2 separate regions of the Mus musculus genome follow, and region 2 is linked to region 1. The links are chromatin contacts, called in public Hi-C maps. All regions are on one chromosome and are shown on one strand. Each heading gives the region's core, a stretch centred on a gene start, on an enhancer-like site or on the middle of the called end of the contact. The rest is flanking DNA. Distances are from core to core; before and after follow the strand shown.

The links. A called contact is a pair of places that touch in the nucleus more often than the background predicts.
Region 2: a Hi-C map of the N1E-115 cell line shows a contact between it and region 1, with 15 times the contacts expected there. The contact joins two enhancer-like sites.

What each region holds. Positions count from the first base shown.
Region 1 is chr2:8,674,079-8,678,478 of GRCm38.p6, reverse strand. No RefSeq gene overlaps it. Among named protein-coding and RNA genes, the nearest start is that of Gm30957, 270 kb to the left of the region's middle. Within about 2 kb of position 2,213, at least 1 of the 459 cell types and tissues checked has an H3K27ac peak or open chromatin away from gene starts, as enhancers often do. A contact at or near this core is called in the N1E-115 cell line, where this site is marked.
Region 2 is chr2:9,463,746-9,468,169 of GRCm38.p6, reverse strand. Gm13219 (predicted gene 13219) reads right to left here. Exons shown (of 3, transcript NR_168281.1): 3 at 856-1,789. Among named protein-coding and RNA genes, the nearest start is that of Gm13219, 110 kb to the right of the region's middle. Within about 2 kb of position 3,034, at least 25 of the 459 cell types and tissues checked have an H3K27ac peak or open chromatin away from gene starts, as enhancers often do. A contact at or near this core is called in the N1E-115 cell line, where this site is marked.

The sequences.
Region 1 (4,400 bases), core at 964-3,463:
TGATTGTTTATGATAGGCAGGAACATTTATGACACATTTGAAATTCTTTACATAAAGTCCTAAATGACTGCCACACAAATAACCAGTCAGTAAACTCTACAGGCCTCTTGTACATGCATGCATCAGAGATCTCAAGTTTATACACTGGTCACAATTCAGGTGAAAGTAGCAAAGCACGTGGGATGAGGTAAGTGGTACCTCTAGGCAAGGAGAGATGGGAAGAGCCACAAAAGCAGTTTACCTAAGATAAAATCGGTTCAGGATGCTGAGAAGTCCTGAGAATGCCAAGCCATGAAGACACGGTGGCATTGGAAATGTCATTCAGTCATGAAATCCCAGTTGGATTTGTCAAGTTGGAAGTTTCTTTGAAGTTGCACCTGTCCATCTTATCAAATGGGATAGAACAAACTTTATTTGGATCTAATTTTGGAAGCAAGTCTAGGAATTGAGAAAAACAAATCTGACAGAGTTAAAAGTATTCTGTCCAATTTCAAAAAGAGTTAGGGCAGTGGGGAACTTGGTGTTCAACTTCCTTAAGTATACATGAGGACGGAGATGTCACTGTTCTCCACAGAAAGTATTCTCTACTTGTCTGTAGACTCACTCTAAAGACCAGGGTGATACGGCATAGTCTCCAGTCAGTTTTTCCACAGCACTAAAGAGGGACATCTGCCCTAACGGAAGATAAAACCTGTCTGCCTTCTGTTAGCCTGGAAACATGTTGACCCAAGACATTCTGGTTGCCCATCAGGTGCAGCAGTGAACACTAAGCCTGGAATGCAGAAACTTGTTAGAAGACAATGCGGGGCCCAGAAAGCAATGGTGCATGTCCAATGCAGGCTCCAGGGCCCTGTGCCCACTCTCTATCTGGTTGACTGAGTTGTGCCTAGGAATTGGTTACTCCTGGATTTTCACACAGTTGCTCCTCCTACATTTCCTCTTCTTTCGCACAAAGTTGGTAACACCATCTTTTCTGAAATGAAGCTGCTCTAGGATGTACTTCAAAGTCTAGCTTCTGGGACAATGACATAGCTGTTCCTAAAACTTTAACATGAATCTACCAACCTGGCCATCATTAGCATGAATAAAGCACTGTTTCTGTCCTCGTGAGCATCCATGTGGGACATGTTAATATTACTTTTATTCAATAACTGAGGACGGAGGCCAACATTGGATACATAGTTTTTATCAGAGTCACTCAGTTAATACATGGTAGAATAAGAGTTTGAACCTGAGTTCTTTTATACTTAGTTCTATATGTCTACCAGATGTCTAGCATCCATCCAAAGCAAATTAATGGGTGCAGTGTCAGTGAACCTAAAGTCTTGGGAACATCAGAAAGAATCTGAAAACAATAAGAAAACATTGGTTAGCTTTATGGTGCTATTGACATCAACAATGGGACCACAAATTTCACAGGTACGGAGCATGGGATGCTCAGGGTCACCGTGTTACGTTAGCACGTCTTTAATGTGGAAATTGTAAACTAATAGAGAACTCAACAGGAAGAAAGTAGGAAGGTATGTGGATGTATCAAAGAACAAAATAAAATCTGTGTTCTTTTTAATTTGTATATTCATTGAAAATATAATTAGTCTTAGATAGAATTAACAGTCCTACACAAGATAATAGAATGTAAAATTGACTTACATATCCAAACTCCAAAGCCAGGCAGGGGTAAGACAAGACATGTGACAAAATTGATTCCTGTTTTAGAATGAAGACTGACCTCCAGTGGCCTCTGCGAGTACTGCAGTTCTGGAAAATCGAGATTGATCATTTGATTGTTATTCTTGCATTGTCAGTCCTCCAATTAATGTCGGAAAATGATTCCTAGAGTCTGTTCATTGTGGTGGGGGCCCTAGAGATCACAGGTTGAATCTAGCAACCATCGGATGGTGCTGATAGTTGTGATTTGAGTTTATGCAGTCAATTAAATGTAAGAACGGTTTTTCTAAGAGTAGCTCCAAGAGTATGCCAAATGCAGGCAACAGAGATAAAATTGTCACAGAAGCATTTTATTATACAAGTCCCTGAACTCAGTATTCTCATGCTTTCCCTTGTAGGGCACAGGAACATCACTAAATCTGGTAAGGTTATCTTTGGTAAGGTGTTATCTGTGGACTGCTGAGCCAGAAGGCATGGTACAATCTAGCACTGGTGTGGCTCATGAGGTTGAATGGTGATAAGATTCCCACAAATGAGGACACCAGTGGTGATAAAACTCTGCAGAAAGGGCCAAGTCTGCAGGACTTTAAGTCTCAGAGTGGTTCTCTGGATATCTACTGCTCTCTGACTCCTCAGGTCATGCCAAGATCTGAGGCAAAACACCGTAACATGGCCGGGACTTTCTGTCTTGCCATTTTATAAGATAAAGCAAACATCCTTTCCCATTCCCCCACAAGATGATGAAAACTTCTTTTATTCTCTTGCATATTCTCCTGCAACAGGATCTTTTCATAAAATTGTATGCTTCTAGCCTTTATTTTTATGTTAAACGCCAGTGGATAATGTGAGAAGACTTTGAGGTACTACTATCCAAACACATATGGATACACTCTTTGAGATCTGTTAATTTGAATACAATTTTATGTATCAGATCATCAAAAATGGTTTTGTTCTCAATGTACTTGAATCAACGTAAGTGCAGAAAAAGCCATAGAGGAAAGGTCAAGCTGATTATAATACAAATGGTGGCAGACAGTGACATCTTGTGGATGAACTGACCATGAATTTAATAGAAGCATGGATTGGGTGTACTGCACTAACTTTTCAGTTGGTTGTTTAACACTAAGAATATTGTGTGCATATGAAGATGACACGGTATGTGAGCGTTATTTGCCCGAAGATTGCAAAATTCTAACTCACAATGGGACTGTGGTTTACATTCATAAATGTGGGATTTTAGAGCTGCAAGTCATGTTAGCAAATTATTGTAACCTAATCACATGGCACAAGAGGAACCTGAGTTTGTTAAGAGCTTGCCTGGCTTCACAGTGACTTCTCATTGCCTCTGATAACTTTGGTCTGAGACGGGACTGTATCAGACTAAGAAAACGGCTTACATCAAAGTCTTCTGTAGCCTCCAGGTTTGGGAAACCTGTCCAATCCTCCTGCAGCATTCTCTGTCTTTCTCTTACACAGTGATGGCCTTTAACAAGTGGCTTTTGGTTTCTTACAGAACAGGTCTCCTAGGGCCATGCCTTTATTAAGTGTCCCAATGTTGTAACTGGATGGCGAATAGTGCTCAAACTGTGGGGGCCGTGGTTTTTTATTCAATTCATGTCAACACTAAGAGTAGGCACAGTACTCTTTCTGCAGCTATCCTATTGATTGGCCACAGCTTTGTTGAATTTTCCTCATAGTTCTTTGTCAGTCTTGGCTGTTTCTGTTTACTCCTTCCCCATTCTATTACATACTTTATAGACAAAGCAAACAAACAAACTAAAAACAATGGCAGAACCCCTACAGTCAGATTTAAACTGGCCATAGTGATTGGCCCAGATGCAGCAGCTTGTACACCTTGGGATATTTCGTGTATCTGTGGACACAAACCATCGTTGTGCTTTAAATTTGTGTGCTTAGCAGAAAGGGTTAAGATGGCAACAGCTGGCATTTAGCTGGCTCTGCTTCTGCCTCAGCCTGATGGTAAATGCAGGTGCCCTGATCTCTATGCTCAGCTGTAACCTATTCTTTATGAATCCTATGTGCTATTTAAGCTGCTATTGGTTCTTACCTTAGTCCTGGCCATAATGCAATGTGATATCCGTTCATTGAATACTGCTGCTGTCCACTTTTAATGCTGCTATTACGTGATCATAAATCCAGAATTATAGCTGGTTAATTCCAACACAGGACCTTCCGCTCTAAAACACGGGGATCAAGGCATCCCCTTCACCAATTCTTGCTCCCTCAGTCTGATTCATTTGCCCCTCAGATATCCCGTTGACTTGTAGCACTGAGCTCTTTGACCTCAGGATCTTCACTCAGGAAGCATGACTTTACAATACTCGGAGAAATGCAACGTGATTGGCTTTCATTGTCCTCTGTCACCATAGCAAAAGACATCTCTCCTTTCATTGATATTTCACTTCTGTAATCAATAAAATATAAGGTTTAAATATAAGTTTTTTTTGTTTTTTTTTTTTTGTTTTTTTTTTTTTTTTTTTGTCTTCTGAGGGATTCTGACAGACTCTAGTGATGAGATTGATCATTTAGGAAAGCCTTTGGTTCTGATTCGTTCTTAATGAAAGACATTTACATGGAGCATCTGCGCCCTCTACTGGTGGTACTTGTCGAATTTCTCTACTTTTCAACTGCACAGACAGGGGCAGGTGAGTACATAGTAGATAGGCTGATAATTTAAAGATAGTACGAGCAAAACCAATATCCTCTTTCAC
Region 2 (4,424 bases), core at 1,785-4,284, 790 kb before region 1:
TGAGCTCTATTGCAGGACATATGATTTAGCTAATGATGAAGCTTTTGGTGATAGACATCAAAATATGAGGATAAAAGGATTATCAGAGTGAATTTTATTCTAGATCATGGAACCTTGGAGAACGCTATTTGGGAAGTCTTCCTTACACGGTCCATGGCTTTATGAAGAGATTAGATTTGATTTCACTCCTCTTCTGGACTGGACTGAGGATCAACCCCAGGGCTGTTAAACACTAAGGAAGCACTCTCTGACACTAAGCTGCATCTTCAGTCACAGACACGACAGGTTTTACATGTCCTTCAAAGTTCTCAAGGGTATTTTGAAACTTGACATCTGCCATCTGAATGTTGTTCTCTCTGTGTGTTTCACCTGTTTCTTCCTGTAAGGCAGGAAGTGTGTGCGTGTGCCTGTGCATGTGTGGTGTGTCTAGATACAACACAGAATCTCACAACCTGCTTCTGCTTCCACTTTGTATAGGGAACTTCTGTGATTTTTCCACTCAGGTAAGCCAGTGGGTGTGGCAGGGGACATTCACAGCCAGGTTCTGAGGAAGCTTTTGTTTTCAAGTTGGCAGTTTCATTGTTGAGGAATGTTGATATCTGACACGTGGGGTCTGCAGATTCATTTCTTTAGTTGACAACAGCCTTAAAACACTAGGCAATGGAAAGAACACAGTTGATGAAGACAGAAATCAAACATGTCCAAATAAGCTAGATGATCTGAAATTAATTCATTTTTCTGTTCCTTGAGACTTTATGTTGACAAAATGTGGGATATATAGTGCAAAGGAAAAGCAAGAAAATTCATATCCCATTTTTTCCATCAAAGGATAATATCAGTTAGACATTTCATTGATTGTTTTTTACTCCTTAGCTTCCTTTATTATTTAAATACCATATTTCATAAACATATCAGTTTTTACTGAAAGGTAGTTAGTCATCATCAGATTAATAACATTGGATATGATCAAACTCATAGCCTTTTGAACATATTATAGAAAACAAAATTACTCTCCCGATATTAATCTCATAGGACCACAGATACCCAGAAACTTTTCAGCTTCAAGTACCATATTAGGGTATTAACTAAAAGCTCTCTGTAGGACATAAATTGCAACAATATTAGTTTAGTTATTGCAGTAAGAATTAATGTATTGACTGATCAGTCATCAAAACTGTGTGAGACAGGTCCCTTCTGTTTTAGCTGAACAGCTGAGTTCAAATAGATTAGGAAACTTCTCTATCGTGCCTGTATGTGTGTGTTCACATGTATGCGATTACGTGTGTATGTGCTGACACACGGGTGTCAGTAGAAAGTTCCAAGATTGATGTCAGTCAGGTGTCTTCCTCAGTTACTCATTCATTATGCACTGAGACAAGGTCTCTTGCTGACTCTGGAGCTAGTCTGCCTGGCTTGCTTGTTCCCAGGATCCCCATTGCTGCTCCTCAGTGTTAGGATCATCCCTTCACCCCTGCTTTTTATGTGAGTTCTGGGAATCTGAACTCTGGTCCTCACAGTTCCACAGGTGGCAAGTGCTTTTCTTTCGGAGCTTTCTCCCCAGCCTGAAGAAACTTCAGCTGGAGTTAGCTCAGTCTGGAAAGTCCTTACTGTACAAGTATGAGGACCAGAGCTTGCACTCCAGAACTCATGTTAAAAAAGAAACCGAGCCAGACATGTTGATGTCTTTGTCATCCTGTTGTTGGGGAGACAGAAACAGGAGTGTCCATGATGTTCAGTGGCCAGCTAGCCTCGTTGAATTTGCATACTCCACTTAAATTGAAGCTTTTGTCTAAAAAGAAAACAAAAACAAAAAGTCATGATGCAACGACACAGGAGTTTGATCTTGGAGGTAGTCTCTTCTCCCCTCTCCCATCCTGCATCCCCATTCCAGAGTGCCTCCTGTGTACCTGCACACACACACACACACACACACACACACACACACAGACACACACACACAAACACACACAGAGACACAGACATACATACACACACACACAGAGACATACACACAGAGACATACACACACACAGACATACACACACAGACATACACACACACACACACACAGACACACACACACACACAGACACACACAGACACACACACACACATAAAATAAAAGAAAAAGTAGGGGGAAAAGAATAAAAACAAGAGAAAATAGAGAACAAACAAAAACAAACAAGCACAAACTTCTTCAAAGGCACACAGTAAGTGATTAGCAGATTTCAGTCATGAAACCCTAAAGCCAACCCTAAAGCCCTTAATAACTACGGTCAGCTACTCTTTGGATTGTTTCAAATTCTGTACTCTTAGGGAATATCCCAAATAAGCCTTTCTGTTTTGGAGTGGAGGGGAGCCCTGATGTACAGCATTTAAGTATCACCCAAATATATGCTTATGATGAGAGGAGATCTTTATATTCACCCAAATATATGCTTATGATGAGAGGAGATCTTTATATTCAACCAAATATATGCTTATGATGAGAGGAGATCTTTATATTCCGTCCGTTCTATTTCATAAAAAGAGAAATAAATGTCTATAGACAAACTTCAATCCATATGTTGTGCTCTAACAAAATAAACCAACATCCTCTTATCCTGTTCAGTTCTCATCCATCCAGTGCCGGGACAGTCTCTACCTTTAACTGTAATTCTCAAAGCACTTTGACCTTTTCCCTCAAAAAATGTTAGCACAGGAAGGTCATCAAGTGCAGAGATTCAGGACCCTGAGCCCGGTCTTCAAGAAGGAAGTCGCTCTTTAGTTAGTTTTGCTACTATAGACTCTTTCAGGCTTCGGAGAAAACAGGAAAAGAGAAAGAAAAGCAAATTTCTCAAGGGTTTCCCCCAACAATTTATTTAGAATATTTTGCCCCTCAGGGACTGGTTTCTATTCCAACATCTTTCCACTTCGCCACAGTTTCATTTTTTACTTAATCCTTATATAAACAGGCGTTCCAAGTCCTATACATCTCAGAGCAGGTAATTATGTCTGACTCATCCCACTCACACTTAGTGAGCATCATTCTGGCCAATGAAAATACTGATAAACAATCCAGCTCCATTCCTAAGGGACAGCTGCATCTAGTGGAAGAGGGTAGCAAGGGCAGAATTACACAGCGGCAGCAGCAGCAGCAGCACCATCACATGCTTCCCACCCACTGAATTAAGCACAGTGCAGAGAGATCCCGGAAGATGCACTCTCAGACATGGGAGACACCAGAGGCTGCTTTCTGTGGGTGGAAAGAAATCCGCCACACACATTTTGCTCAGCACGTGACTTCTCCTTCTATAGAAAGCTTCTCTCCTGAGCTCTGTAACCTCAAGGACAATAGCATCCATGCAAAGAGAAATGCAGAGGGGATTGAGACCCATGCTCCAGAAAAAGCAATTCGGTTTCTTTTGAAAAACGATGAAAAGAAATGCATCCCTAAACTCAGCAGAACACATTTCATAAATAGGAACAGCCATCTTCAACCCTGGGTGATTCAGTATCAAAAAGAAACACAACTCCTACAAACATCTGACACCACGAGGAGGGAGAAGTTTGCCCCAGCTGGTATATCTTGACAGGTTCAAGTTGAGCCCCCACCCCCAAACCCAACACAAAACTGAAAACACAGACACACCGCCCTCAGAGGTGTGATCTGGTGCACTTCCCCCTAGGCAATGGGCCACACTATAATTTCACACTGCTAGGAATGCATCCATCTCTAGTGGAGACTGTTAGCTGCAGAAACCCAGTGGAAACTGCCATTCTGGAAACTTTCTCATCGCAGGAGAAGCAGTCCAGAGGGCTTCCGTGTAACGCCAGTGAACTGTAAAATTAGTTCCAAATGATGAATGCATTCTGTTACCCCCTATAAATGTTCAAGCCACAGAGTGTTCAAGTTGTGTCCTCCATGATATTATGTATGCTTAGCAGGTTTCAACTGTCTTTTACTGAGCTTGAATGTCCAGTCAAGCGAGAGAGCACTGTCTTTAATTTTTCAATCTTTACCTACTGTATTTGGGGGTATGTTTTGCATTGCCAGGGCTCAATTATTCCTCAGCATCACTCTCTCTTGATTCCTGCTTGCCTGAACATCATTGGAATGGGAAGCGTTGGAAGTTTACAAGTGTCACAGGATTTGGGTCAGCAGAACTGGTCACACGAGGAGGATCCAGGAGAAATGGGTGTCGACTATGGTTGGCTTCCCTGGGTGTTCTTGACTCTATCCCAGACGTGCAATGCACTTGGCAGTTTACGTGCTAGGGTTAGTCATCCAACTCTTACTCTGGCCTACTTAAAGTCTTCTTCTCAACTTTAAGACAGGACACTTTATAACTCCTTTTGGATAAGCTTTGGGTTGGCAGATAAGGATTGGTAAGATTTGGGGAAGTTGAGTGGGCAAGAGGGGTGATTTAAGATGTAATGGGGGA